Linked DNA regions of Mus musculus: region 2 is linked to region 1. The links are chromatin contacts, called in public Hi-C maps. All regions are on one chromosome and are shown on one strand. Each heading gives the region's core, a stretch centred on a gene start, on an enhancer-like site or on the middle of the called end of the contact. The rest is flanking DNA. Distances are from core to core; before and after follow the strand shown.

Region 1 (4,206 bases), core at 1,297-3,796:
AATAAAGACTGCTTTCTGTGTGGGAAGACAAGAAGCAGGCAAAGAAATGTCCTAAAGGTGGTGAGTTCAGGGGAGGTGAAGTCTTCCTAAGTGATCCGTGGAGTAAAAATGTTTTAGACAATGGGCCCAGTGTGAAGCTGCAGAGGCTGTAGGTTTAAGGTTGGGACATGGCAGATTACATGGAGGTAGGATATCTGGAAGCAGTGATATGACTGAAAAGGCTCAGTGATCGGTTTTCCTGGCTGCAGAAAGTTGGCCAGCAGTTTGGTCTTAATTCTCTGGGCAGGGGAGAAGGTGAGCATCAAAAATGTTACAACAATTGAATGGTGGATCGATTATTCATTGAAAAAAAAATAGCTTCATTCACAACCGGGGACAGGCTCTGAGAGAAGGAGCTGCCACCTCTCTTTTGACAGGATTACCTGAAGTACTTGTTTGACATACAGGTACCAGGACCCCGAAATGTTCTGTTTCTTAGGTCTGGACTGAGGCGTGGGCTCAGAATTTAAATAAGCTATTTCAGTGTTTCAATAAGTTATTTGTGTCATTTTCTATTCACACATGCTAATTAAATTTAGGTTAGAAACAGGACCAGTGAGAGAGATGATTAGTTACCTATTTCAGTGTAACAGACTACCTCCAAATGACTGACTTACTACAATACAAATGGCCCGCCCGTCTTCAAGGAATTTGAGAGTGGCTTAACCAAGCAATATCATGAATTTTCAGTAAAGCCTCACACCAGTATTGTAGTTACTACACAGCTTGACAGCAGCTGAGGATCTTCTCATTTAATCTGTGTGGGTTTAGCCTTTCTGGGTAGATCTCTAAAGGATGACTTGCTATGGAAATTCTTATCTCTCAGCATGAATGTTTCAAGGGTATGGGAGACAGAGGGGGAAGGAGAAGGGATGACGGGGAAGAGACAGGGCTACAGACAACGCAGAGCTACAGGCTTTATTTTCTCATCTTCTCACTGGGAATCTAGGCCTGAAACTAAGTAGCTCACACTGGCCTGGAACTGCTATCTCTCTATTTCAGCATCTCAAGTGCTGGGATAATAAATCCTTGCCACTACCACACACTAGCCTGGGAAATAGAACACCACCACTTCTGCTGTTTTCTACTGAGCACACAGACCGATACCTGGTACAGCAATGGCCTGCATGCTTTGACCAGGATAATTGCTCATAGCCTCAATCCAGGTAAGGTGAGACACAAAAATTCATAGCCTTGGTATAAAGTAGGAACACGAATTTACAGTATCTGATGTGGAGTAATAGGAGCAAATGCATTTGAATATTGCGTGCCAGAAATGGTTCTGAACACTTTGTGCAAGAGCCTCTATCTATTCAATAGTCTCTGGCATGCAGTAAGTATCCAAACATATTAGGGCCAGCCATGCTCTGAGCACTTTGCATGCATTATCTCACTTGAGCCTCACAAGAATTGAATCAGCCAGGCACTGCTGATATCGTGAATGGCAAACTGTAAGGCTAAATGTAAGGGGGAGAGCTGTCATCAAGAAAGGCTTGTCAGGACTTGGAGACAGAATGAGTCTGGAGGAGGGTACCTAGTGATAGCATCAGTGTCCCATGGGCCCCTGAGCTGGCTGATAGCCAGCTTGTACAGCTCCTTAGTTTCCAGAGAGTGTGAGGACACGTGCTGAGCAGATACCACCAGTAGGCAGAGGAGGACAGAGCATTCTAAGGCACCTCATCTGGCCACCCAGTTCAGTACAGTGGAGAGTAAGCTTCGGGCCGGGAGTCCTTGCCTGAGTGGATCTCAAGCACAATTCCCAAATGGCTGAGTCGTGTTTCCTGAGAGTGTAGGGTGTAACTCCTGGCTGTAAGGTTTTCCAACTCAAGGGTTTTCTGCGGTTGTGAAAGCCTAAGATAAACAATGTTTGGGTCCAGCATGCCAGGCTCCTAAATCGATTGGACAGGGTGTATAAAGTCACACCGTGTTTCTTGTTTATAAGACTTCTCTCTAACCTCCACAGTCTGAGGTCCTGTGTCATCCCTCCGCACCTCTCAGCCCTGTTTTCTCCCCACATCCCTAACGTTCCTCACCCGTGGAAAAGGCTGGTCCACCTTTCCACTCGGCTCAGCTTTCCTCCCTCCCACGTATGCTTAGGCTTCATTGGTGCTCTGTGCCATCCGGGCCCTGATCTGTTAGTCACAGGGGACTTCCACCTTTTTCCCCCTTTCATGTTTCTCTCCCTGGCTGCCCCTGTCCCTAGTGCCTTCAGCCTGCAGCATTCCAGTCTTTCTCTTCCTTGATCATGCTCGGTAAAGCCACACCTGGAGTCACAAATGCTTCAGAGTTTGATAATTTACTTAATGTCAACAAAAGAGAAGGAAAAAGTAAGCTGTAGAATGCAGGGGCAGAACTACAGCCAACTTGGCCTGCAGGACCCAGGTTCCCAAATGGGCCTTGCCTGCCTCCGCAGGCTCCACCTACAAGTCAAATGTGGAAGGGGCCGGACTATTGTAATTAATAAGTCCCACAGACCCCCACTGAGGTGGTAAGGCAAACTACCCCAGACTGTAGACAGCGCTCTAGATTAACCAAGGACTAGTGGCCTTGCTGTCACTGGACCAAGGCAGCCAAGCTTGCCTACTGGCCCTGGAGCGCCTCCAGCACCCGGGTGGGGCCTTGAGGGAGCGCCCAGTCAGTCACCCCAGCATGTGGGCGCGGCGGGGCGGGCCAGGGCTGCGATCTGGACGCTGAGTGTCCTTCTGGTCCCGAGTGTTTGTCCAGACAGCCCGCGCGGCTGGGTCTCTGGGAGGCTGGGTCTCTGCTTGTCCTCCCTTCTCTTCCCGGACAGTTGCTGTAGGCAATCTGGAGGTGGCAGGTGCTTGGGTCACCTTGCTCCGGGTACTGAGCAGGTAGGTGACCGGGTCGGGTAAAACGCTGGAGCATGGAGCCAGGCAGAAGGGTGAGCGAGGAGTGGGAACCAGCAGGTGAGTCTCTAGAGCGAAGGGTAAAGCACAGAGGACAGGGACAGGAGGAGACCCTGGTTCCCGCGGTCAGGCTGTTCACCTGTCCCTCTGGTCCCTCCTCCACCGCGCGCAGGGCGAGCTCGGGTGCCCAGAGGAACCGACCGCCACAGCTGTGGGTGTCCGATGTCTCGTGTAGGGTGTCCAGTATCGGCAGCCGGGGCCGGGCGAGTGGCGGCCCTAAGAATAGAGGGCTTGTGATCATTATACTAAGAGTCTCCAGTGGGAGGAGAATCGGAGGCAACTTGGAGTCTTTCAGGGAAGTCATGGTGCCCGGGCGGTGTGCATGCACGCGTGGTGAGTGCTTACACTGGCCGGGGCAGGTGCAGCTGCGGAAGCAACCTGCGAGGGTCGGGGCCACGAAGCAGGTGCTGGGTGCCTGCAACAGTACCCACAAATCAGCGGAGGTCCAATCACTGGGCAGTGCCATGTGGTCTCTCCTGGCCCGGAGGTGACCTTCCAGACAGAGTCCTGAAACCTGTTTCAGCCCACGCAGAACTCTATTAGAGAGCTCCCCGCGCGGGGACACCCTCCCGCGGGCGCCCTCACGTGGTACAGAGAGCAGCGGGCTCGTCCCCTCCCTATGGTTCTGGGTCAAGGCTCAATCTAAAATCAGCCTAGCAAGAACTTTCCTCAACAAAAGTAAACCATCCGCAGCCACTCCTGCCCTGGGGGGTTCATGGGCCCTAGGTGGAGTCACTCACTGTTTGCAGATTTTCTCAATAGTGTTTCTCTTCACTATGGCCCTAGAGAAGCAGGGATAACCAGCTACATCTTGCTCAGTTCCCTGACAAGCTTCTCTTGTTTGTGGAACGAAACAATGTATTTATAATTTTTAATTTAATAAATAAGTGGAAGAAATACTTAGGTGAAGATTGGGCACAAATGGACTTGTCTAGTTATATCTGTGAAATACTTCAATCTCGAGAGCATTTACAGAACTTCCAGCTGCTCTCACCACTTGCAATTTATTTTATTTTCAAAATCATCAAGTAAATTAATGAGAAAAAAAAAATCGAACAATCCGAAGCCTGTCCACAGAGCTAGCTGTTTAAAGAATAGATAGAACTTAATCTAAATTCTTAACTTTAGGGATATATGTACTATACATACCACGATAATTCTATGAAGATAGCTGTATTAGGCTCTATACTAATTAAAAACACAATTATGTAGAAAAATGGAAAGTGTGAAAGTCAGACCA
Region 2 (3,822 bases), core at 1,016-3,515, 92 kb after region 1:
CTGGAATGACTTACAAGTTTCCCATCTTTTTCTCTTGCTCTGAATTTCATTGGTCAATCTACAGGAGCCACTGTCACTTTAAGGATGTCCTTTGTAGCTAGCCTCCTGTCCACTCTTTCTCCAGCAGCTTCCTACCCCACAGAAGTTCACAAAAGACTGTGGGCCCAATTATACCATAAAAGGGATGTATTTCAGGTTGGGTCTTCCCCATCAAGTTTCCAGAATCACAGCTTTGTGGGCAAGTCATGTGACAGGGGTAATTATTTCTTATTATGATCAAAGCACAAAACACTAATGAGCAACTCCCTCTAGAGCTGTGGGAACACGGTTGCCCTACACCTGCACAGGTAGCCTGGAGCACAGGCAGTCGCCTGTCTGATTTAATAGTGTTAGGTTGGACAGAAGCCTATGAAACGATCTGGATCTTGAAATCAAGTAGGTTAAAAAAAGACTTCAGGCAGAGTATTCTATCTAAATCGAAGAGCATGTTCCAAGAACCAAAGCTAGATCTGACCAGCCTCCTACATCCTAGAAATTGCTGGGAGCTGGGCATGCTTACAGGCACATGTCCCAGAAGCTTACACAGGGTGCTGGGCTTGGTGTAGCTGTCTTTAAATTCTGAACATTTTGGAACAAGGGTTCGCATTTTGGGTTTGTTCTGAGATGTTTTACTGATATTTCACGTCCTGCACATGAATATGAAAGTCCTTGAATTGTAGCAATTTCTAGGTAGCACCATGCATTGTGCACTCTTTATTATCTGGAAACTGAAGGGCCAGTGAGCGCACTGCAGAGGGTTCCGGAAGCAAAGGCTGTGTGTCCTCTTCTTGAGACCTCTTTAAACTCAGGCAGAACGATTTCCTTGAGTTCATTCAATCTGTCATAGCAGAGCTAGGGGCTGGGATTCTGTTGAGTAGTTTTGTGTAATTTTTTAAGAAATAATGTATTTCTGGAGCCATAGAGTCTCCAGAATTAATTTAATAGTAGACTCAAATCTCATCTCCTCCCAGATCTTCACAGAGCCTTATTTCATTGGTTTCTGGATAAAGGATGGTTTTGTTTTCTAAGGGTTTCAGGCTGGACATGGATTCTCCAGGTTTCTCCTGTCTGGGGTCTAGACTCATGGTCCTCCTCGAAGCACACTGAAGCCAAAGAATACATTTCCTTCAGCGCATCATTCTCAGTCAAGCTTAGCCTCACGGTGTAGCACCTAGATCTCTCCCTCTCCCATGCAGCAGCTGCAAGAGTCTGAGACACGGTGGATTTATACCCTCTGAGCTCAGACTCGCGGATGTGTGAATTGAGATGCTGATGTCACTTGCCCATGTTGAGAATTATGGAAGATTACATGGTCACAGTGAGAGATTCTCAGATGGCATCTGGTAACATTACTGTTGCTATTTAGTAAGTGTAGGCTTTCTGAGTAAACAAAACCAGTCTGCAAGGGTACACTGCATATACCATGCTCAGTGGGCTATGCTAAAAACTGAAGCATAGGTCAGTGCTTAATATAGTCAATAATTTACCCCCACCCCCTAAAAAAAATCTCAACTAACTAAGGAGCTGAGAACTGGCTTCTTGATAAAGTGACTGCTCCACAAATACAAAGTCTTAAGTTTGGACCCCTGGAACTCATATATAAAGCTAGGTATAGTGACATGTGTGCCTAAACCTACTGCTCACTGTCTGCCCAGGCTAGTTAGATCAGTGAGCTAAATATTCAGCAAGAGAGGGTGGAGAAAGAGGAGGAGGAGGAGAAGAAAGAGGAGAAGGAAGAGAAAAAGAAAAAAGAAGGAGGGAGAGGAGGACACAGAGAGGAAAGGAGGGAGGAAGGAAAGAAAGGAGGAGGAAGGGAGAGACAGAGGGAGAAAGAGAAACAGAGACACAGAGAGAGACAGAGACAGTCAGTCAGACAGACAGACAGACAGAGAGAAGCATAAGGTGGGAGGAAGAAGCAGGGCCTAATAAAGAATAGGAACCGCATAAGAGAGGATGACAAGAGGAAAAATATGACTTAAAACATTAATACATGTATGAACTGCAAACCAATGAAATTAGGGGGGGACAATAATCAATGAAGACACTTGATACCCACCTCTGGGTTCACACACAAACTATTTTGGGAGGTAAAGAGGTGCAGGTGTATTCACAGGGGGGATGAGGAGGACAAAGGAGCAGCACAGCCCATAATCACTGAACAGAGTCACAAAGACAGAGGCTTAAGTGGGAGGGGCTACTGCACAGCAGGCAGAGAGTCTAAACCCCGGAAGGTAGTGACCTGGGGGAACAAGGACAGCATTCAGAGACCACGAGCAGGTGTGCTACACAACAGCAGGCTAACGTGAGTATTCTGGAGTTGGTGCCATCTGCCAGGTGGTGGGGTTGATAGAAGACAATTAGTCCCAACAAGAAATCAGAGTCTGCAGCCCTGTGCTTGAGCCAGCCCATGCTGGCTCCCCAGATTTGTACACATCTCTTCACAGCTGTATGCCCTGTGGTAACACATTGGTTAGCCGGGAAAAAAAAAGGCTACAGTGGGATTATTTACACCGTGGAAATTGGCAAATACCATCACCAGGGCATTTCCCCCCCTTCTTTCCAAGAGTGGGTTGCCAAACATTTGCTAGCATGCCACTGGCTTTATGCCATAAATGCTTTTTTAAAAGAGAAGTGGAGTTAGCTTGTTTATTCAAAACCAGCCTCTGGCAAGGAAAGGGTAAGGACAGACCGGAGTGTGGGGAGGGTCGGAATCTAAAGATAGAAGAAGTAGGAGGCTTCTGTGGGGACCTAAGCCAGAGCTGACAGGCAGAGCCGGCAAGGTGGAATGTTTAAAGAGAACACTCATTTAAATGACAGTCATCCCTTACTGAGCACGATGTTTCTGCATTAAAGCACCAGCAAGTTTCATCTCATGGCTTAAAATTCAAAACATTAAATATTAGTATGAAATCCCACAGTGTCACTTATTACTAACGACTCGTATGCAGAAGTTTAAAAAGAAAGTCATCTGTACACACACAAAAATCCTTGCTTTCATCTGCAGGCAAAACAGAAAATGACAGGGCTGATAACGGTGAAAACTCTTAACTGCAACATTGAGCAGGAGGTTTTGTTTGCGGGCTGTTGGGAAAGGTTCTCTCTTGTTTGCATAGGTAAGTAACTTTTATTACAGCCCCATTCTGAACATTCATTGCCTGTCTCATCCGAGGTACTGATGTGTTCCAGGGGAGGCTATCAAGGATTTGCGAATATCCACAGTCTCTTTCTAGACTGAGTCAAAATGCAACCTCAGGAGGAAATCTCTCCTAATTTATCCACCTCCAGCCATTACTTTTTATTTTATGGTGTCTTGCTACCTACACATTCTGTCTCTGGTATACTAATTTCTGTAGTTTGATGTTTGCCCCTAGAATTCTCCTTAGGCCATTTCTTTTATGCATCAGATCTCTAGGGGGTGCTCAGCAGCTCTAGTCCCCTGCTCAAGAGGAAGGATATAATGGTGGGCGCTGAGCTCTGTCACTCAAAGACCTTTCCATCTTAGTTTTGGGGACGTGTGTGTGTGTGTGTGTGTGTGTGTGTGTGTGTGTGTGTATGCTGGTGTCTATCTGTGCTTGTACAGTTGCCTGTGGGTGTTCATCCATGCTTGTGTAGAGGTCAGAAGTTAACTTTGGGTATCTTCTTTTATCACTCTTGACCTGATTTTTTTTTCACACATTCTCCAAAGAACCTAGAGCCGGCAATTTGAGATAGCCTGTCTAGCTAGTGACTGCCTCACATCTGTTGGGATCTTCCTGTCCCTATCAGATCCCCAGTGTCAGAGCT

The links. Hi-C and Micro-C count contacts between places; a contact is called where the count stands out from the background.
Region 2: a Hi-C map of Sertoli cells shows a contact between it and region 1, with 2.3 times the contacts expected there. The contact joins the promoter of 1700125H03Rik here to the promoter of Sh2d4a in region 1. A contact is called at or near these places in 1 of 39 promoter capture datasets (the 3T3-L1 cell line), 3 of 484 Hi-C or Micro-C datasets (the 3T3-L1 cell line, Sertoli cells and muscle stem cells), 1 of 115 datasets of contacts at active chromatin or transcription factors (embryonic stem cells) and 1 of 9 other capture datasets (liver).

What each region holds. Positions count from the first base shown.
Region 1 is chr8:68,273,982-68,278,187 of GRCm38.p6, forward strand. Sh2d4a (SH2 domain containing 4A) reads left to right here and starts at 2,547. Exons shown (of 9, transcript NM_028182.1): 1 at 2,547-2,891.
Region 2 is chr8:68,366,194-68,370,015 of GRCm38.p6, forward strand. 1700125H03Rik (RIKEN cDNA 1700125H03 gene) reads left to right here and starts at 2,266. Exons shown (of 4, transcript NR_038181.1): 1 at 2,266-2,341; 2 at 3,044-3,152. All of the region lies in intron 8 of Csgalnact1 (chondroitin sulfate N-acetylgalactosaminyltransferase 1), which reads right to left.